Regions from separate parts of the Canis lupus genome. Here region 1 is linked to region 2. A link is a contact called in public Hi-C data. All regions are on one chromosome and are shown on one strand. Each heading gives the region's core, a stretch centred on a gene start, on an enhancer-like site or on the middle of the called end of the contact. The rest is flanking DNA. Distances are from core to core; before and after follow the strand shown.

What was found. Hi-C and Micro-C count contacts between places; a contact is called where the count stands out from the background.
Region 1: a contact with region 2 is called in a Hi-C map of blood, with 2.7 times the contacts expected there. The contact joins the promoter of MPZL1 here to the promoter of MPC2 in region 2. A contact is called at or near these places in 2 of 9 Hi-C or Micro-C datasets (amygdala and blood).

Annotation. Positions count from the first base shown.
Region 1 is chr7:30,668,567-30,671,266 of UU_Cfam_GSD_1.0, forward strand. It overlaps MPZL1 (myelin protein zero-like protein 1), which reads right to left and starts at 1,321. Exons shown (of 7, transcript XM_038541800.1): 1 at 1,172-1,321; 2 at 761-1,097. The coding sequence starts at 1,321.
Region 2 is chr7:30,471,029-30,473,728 of UU_Cfam_GSD_1.0, forward strand. MPC2 (mitochondrial pyruvate carrier 2) reads left to right here and starts at 1,355. Exons shown (of 5, transcript XM_038542635.1): 1 at 1,355-1,773. The coding sequence starts at 1,665. DCAF6 (DDB1- and CUL4-associated factor 6) reads right to left here and starts at 887. Exons shown (of 23, transcript XM_038542619.1): 1 at 496-887. The coding sequence starts at 592.

The DNA.
Region 1 (2,700 bases), core at 71-2,570, 200 kb after region 2:
AGTTGACCCATGAAATTTGGCAAGAAAGAAAGGTCATTTAGAAAAAAAAAAAAAAAGGAAAAATGAGCTTTTTAATGTCTGGTGTCTTGTCAAACCGTGGTGACTCTGTCTGGAATCATTAGGGATTTGACCAAATTCTTTTTAAGCCCGGTCATTTCAGTGCTATTCCCAGTGCAACCCAGAAGTAATGCAGATGTACTGTCGGTATGGGTGCTCGGCGGCTAGAGGCGAGACCCAGGAGATTGCAGGACTCCTCGATCCCGGAGGCTTACAAAATGCACTGGAGAGCATTCGAAATGGAGTTTACAGGCTCAAAGAGGACGTGCGTTTAGAACGAGGACACAAGCCAACAAAGGCCCTGCGAAAGCAAACCCTGCGACCTTCCTTCCTCCGCCGCCTTCCTGAGGTGGGAAAGGTCGGGAACCCCGGGTTCCCGAACCGGAATCCAGCGGGCCGGGGCACCCCCGGGGCACAGGCGGGGAAGGCGGGCGACCCCGCGCAGGCTCCAGGCAGCCACCCGGCAGCGCCCCCAGGAGGGAGCAAGGTGGGGAGCTCGCCCCTCCTCCCGCACACGCAGGGACCGGGAAGAAGGAAAACCAGGCGCTCCCCAACCGCGCGCGCCCTCCAGGCCCCGGAGCGCGCAGGCCGCGCCCCCTCCCCGCCTCGGCGGCCGCCGCGAGGAGGAGGAGGAGGGGGAGGGCGCCGGCCCCGGGAGGCCCCGCCGCCCCGCCGCCCCGGCCGCGGCGTCCGCATCACTCACACAGCCCGAGCACCGCCGCCAGCACCAGCCACGGCCAGCGCCTGCGGGCTGCGGCTGCAAGCACGGCCGCGGCTCCCGCGAGTGCTGCCATCGTCCTCCCAACGCCGCCGCCGCCGCCGCCGCCGCCGCGCCTCTGGGCCGCCGGCCCCACTGCACCCCGCTCGGCTCGCGGGAGGAACCTCGGCCTCGCTGCTGCAGCCGCCCGCGCCCGCGCCCGCGCCCGCGCCCGCGCCCGCTGGCACCTCCACGCCGCGCTCCCCGCCGCTGGCCCCCGCGGCAGTCCCCGCCCCGCGCCCGCGCCCGCCCCCGCGGCCCGCTCATTGGCCCGCCCCGCGGCCTCGGGAGGACGCCATTGGAGGACGCCGCCTGTCCATCACCCCCCGTCCGGAGGGCCCGGCCCCCCGGTCCCACCCAGGCTCCTTCTCCGGGCGCTGGAGGCCGGGGTCTCCCGAGGGCTGGGCTCCTGCCGCCGGGCGCTCTGCCCGCCTGGGGGTCCGCCTGTCCCGCGGACCGGCCGCCGTCTCCTCTGCCTCGGAGGTCCAGTCCCGCAGATCCCTCCATAGTCCCTCCTCTTTGCCGGCTCCGTTCTCGCCTCGGTGTCAGCCCTTCTAGGTTTCTCGGAGCCTCACCTAAAGAAAAAGCAGCGCTCCCTTTACAAAGGGGGAAAAAAAAAAAAATGAGAATGACGATGGGATGATTCAGTCGTCCACATGGAACACATCTCCCGCCTTGCCGCTTGCAAGGCTTGTCCTTCGCCTGGACTAGGTAATTTATGTGTTGCAATTTGAGAAATCAGCCAGCTTGAAATGAAGTCTCCATCTTGCCCCAATCTCCTTTTAGGAGTGAGTCCTTTTTTCGGCTTAAGAAAGGCTGGACTGGGGCCTCTTACCTACTACCTGGAACACAAATGAATGTGCTTTTTAGTTTGTTTTGCTTTTGCGGACAAAATGTCCCTTGATGTGTCGATTAAAATTGGAATGGGAAATTCCTGGTCCTGAAGTGCCTTGGCTGACTCTGCTCAGCTTGGCTACCTGGGCCCAGAGTGTGTCCCCTGCTCACTCACTGGTTGCCCGGTGAATGCTGAAGAGGGTTTGGAAGTGTCCTTATGAGAACACCCTGCAAAAGGCACACCAGGGGGAGGGACAGGATGAGAGCGAGCGAAGAAAGGGAAAAATCCAGGTGGGAGGCCGGTAGAGTCAAGGAAGGAACAAAATGTAGACCATTTGGACAAGAGTAGGGGAAGAGTCTGGAGAACACCCAAATGTAACCCTCTCATTTCAGGGTTCTGTCTGAAGTCAATTTTAGACAAATTGATATTTTTGCTGTTTTAGCCTACTAGCCTCGTAAGCAAACTCTTAATCATTAGGAGTAGGGAGAGAAAATGAAAAAAGCATGACAACCATTGTGCCCTATTTTTCTCAGCAAGATCCTTAAGAAATGTGCCTGGAATGTATCATAGGTTGGATAGAATACAAAGTGTTAAGTGACTACTATGTGTTATAGATGTAGAACACCTAGACTTTTCTCTAAAGAAGCACATAATCTACCGCTGTAGACAAACAGGTGCTAAATTTTTTAAAATCCTTGAAGAGAAGGGCAAATAAAGGTAAAACCCAAGACCAACAAGGACATTAGCTCTCAAAGTCCCATGTAATGCTACAAGTTTCTCTGACTGATATACCTCCAACACACATACCTTCCTCTTCTGAGAGCCCCTGGCCCAATTGGTGTGTGGGAAAGATGCACAAAGGATGTAGAATTTGAGGTGGTCTTTCTTTTTTTAAAAAAGATTTCCAAAAAATTTCAGTAAGAGAGCAACAGGACTGAGTATCAATTGGGTGGGAAGTCTGATCAAGAGAAAAGAATTCAGAAAGACAGATGTGACCTCCAATTCTAGCCTGAGTGGAAAATGATGCTACCAGACAACCAGAACTAAAAGC
Region 2 (2,700 bases), core at 105-2,604:
GTCCGTGTGGTGCACGAAGTCCCTCAAGGTGGCCGCCGCGCCGCGGCCGACACCCCAGCCCTCCGAAGACTGAGAGGAGGCGAGTGCTGTCAACAAAAACTTAGTCCTTCGGCGGAGCGGGGAGAGCGCTGGAGGGGAGCACAAGCGCCAACTTTGGCTCCAAACGAAGCAGCTCCGGGAGGCTGGGCAAGTCTTCTCCCGAACCGCACTCCACACGCGCCCCCAACACCTTTCCCGGCCAGTAGCGTCTGCCGCCCACCCGGCCCCCTGAGGGAAACCCAGCAAGGGCGGCGGCCGGCAGCACGCAAGGGGGCTTGGCCGTGGGAGGACACCCGCACCGGGGGCGCCAGCCAACGTCCACCCAGCACCCCGGGGTCTCCGGGGCGGCCCCGCCGAGGCGCTTCCCCACCAACAGCCCCCGCGGCGCGGCCCCCTCCCCCCCTCTGGGCGGCGACCTCAGCGCCTCCGCCCCCGGGCCCCCGCGCCCCCGCTCACCCAGGTAGCGGCTCCGCAGCCGGGACGGGTCCTCCAGCCCGAGGGACCTTTTCCTCACGTCCCACAACAGGTGTGGGCAGGAGCCACCCCGAGACATGGCTCTGCCGGGCCGGGGTAGAAGGGGAGACCACCGCGTGGGGGAGGGGAGAAGGGGGAGGGGACACCGCGGATCAACACCCGAGCCGCACCGGCACCATCCGCGCGCCGGGCCTCGCGGGCGCTGCGAGTTAGATGGCGGCGGCGCCCTCGCCCCCGAAGCCCGGCCGCGCCCGGGCCGGAGCTCGCCTCATACTCTCCTTCTCAGACTACCCAGAACATCCAGAGATCAGCAACAGTCCCCTCCCTCGGCCCCCCTCCGACAGGAGGAGGAGGAGGCGGAGGCGGCCGCGACTCCTCCCTCTCCTCGTTCTCGACACCCTCCCTTCCAAGCGCTTCTCGCGAGATGACGACCACCCCCGGGGCTGACGCTCGTCTGCGCCACGGCTGACGAGCAGAACCCTAGGAAAGTGGGTTCTGTAGCTAACTCCTTGATTCTCTACGGATAAGTGAGGCATAGAGAGAGGAGGAGCTGAGATGTGAGGTCTCTCAGTCACAAGGCTCATTCCAAGGGAAGCAAGAGCGTTGTGCGGCGTCATCTTTAGTTGGGGCACTGAAGGCCCGGAAAGCCCATTTTAACTGCGGGCTGTCTTAAAGCGGAGGGGGATTAGAGCCCGTGCAGCTTCACTTTCCCTTCTCCAACATGGCCTCGAGGGCAGGAAGGAGAAATTGGAGGTTCGCGCTGGACCCCGCCCGCACCACGAGGCGGGCCAATCACCGTGGGGCGGCCGTGCTTGCGCAGGCGCGCTGCCGCCGGGGCGCCGGGTTGGCGTGGGGAGGCAGTCCTCCAGGCACCTGTTGCCATGACTCCTCCTCCTCCTGGGCAGCGGGAGTGAAGGAGGCGGGCCCGGGGCGGGCCGTCGCTGTATCTCCGCCCCCTCAGTGCTTTCCTGGGTTCTCGCCACCCCTGTGGTTCGCAGGGGGCAGCCTGAGCCGCGGGAAGGGCAACCTCGGAGAGAGGAGGACGCTAGGCGCTGTGGCAGGAGAAAGTGACGAGTGCCCTTCGTTGTCATCCAGGGAGCAGCACGCGGCCGCTCTCCCTCTCGACCGCCCACGACCACTCGTCCGCAGAGATGTCAGCCGCTGGCGCCCGGGGCCTTCGGGCCACCTACCACCGGGTCCTGGATAAAGTGGAGCTCCTGCTGCCGGAGAAATTGAGGCCGCTGTACAACCACCCGGCAGGTAACAGACCCGGAATAGCTCTCAGCGAGACCTTCACTCCCCCCCCCTCGTCGGAAATAGACCTTTAGCGGCCACGGACAACTCCGCCGCTGGAGGTATCGCCCGCAGCCCCAACTACTTCCCTTCAAGCGAGCCCGGTCTCACTTTCCCGTCCTCCCTGCTTTTCACTTTATCTCCTCCAACATCTCTCGTTAAACCTGAGATTATCGATTCTGTGCCCTTCGCGACCTTTGCTGCACCCCATCCCTTAGGCACGACCCACACCCCGGCCCGGGCCTCTGGGTTTGAGCCTTCTCGCTTCCCGCGGCCACAGATCGGCCTGGGCCCCCACGAGATTCTCATTCTCTCCCCTTATCCTCCACGAGTACTGGTGTATATTGATCCACGCGGATCTTGTCGCACCGGTTTGGAGTAAAGGTCACACTTCCCTCAGCTCCAGCTGGCCGAGGCCTGCAGATGCGTTACCCGGGTTTCCGAGTCAGTGTCATACCTAGTCCCATAGATCCAGTTTGTTGAAGGCTGTCCTTTCTGACTGATTCTCCCTAGACTTTTTCATGTGGGCAGACCCGGATTTAATTCTGTTGTGCCTCTTACTATGTAGCTGTGACCTTGGGCGAAATCCTAGATAGTTTAGTCCCTGTAAAATCTGCTCAGTGTGAGAATTAAAGATAACATGCGTTTGAGTCTTCATAAATGCCTAACAAGTGTTAGCTCTCACTTGTCCTGCTGGAAAACACTGTTCTTGTGGCTGAAAAAAAAAAATAGTATAAGAAACTGGAAGATCCCAATCCTTCCAACTCTTCAAGACCTAGAGTTTTGTTACCTCTTCTATAAAACGGGCGGTAATATTACTTGGCTGGTAACTAAAACCCGAGGTACTGAGGTCTATTTCAAGCTTAAAATTTAGTGAATGAGAAAATATGTTAC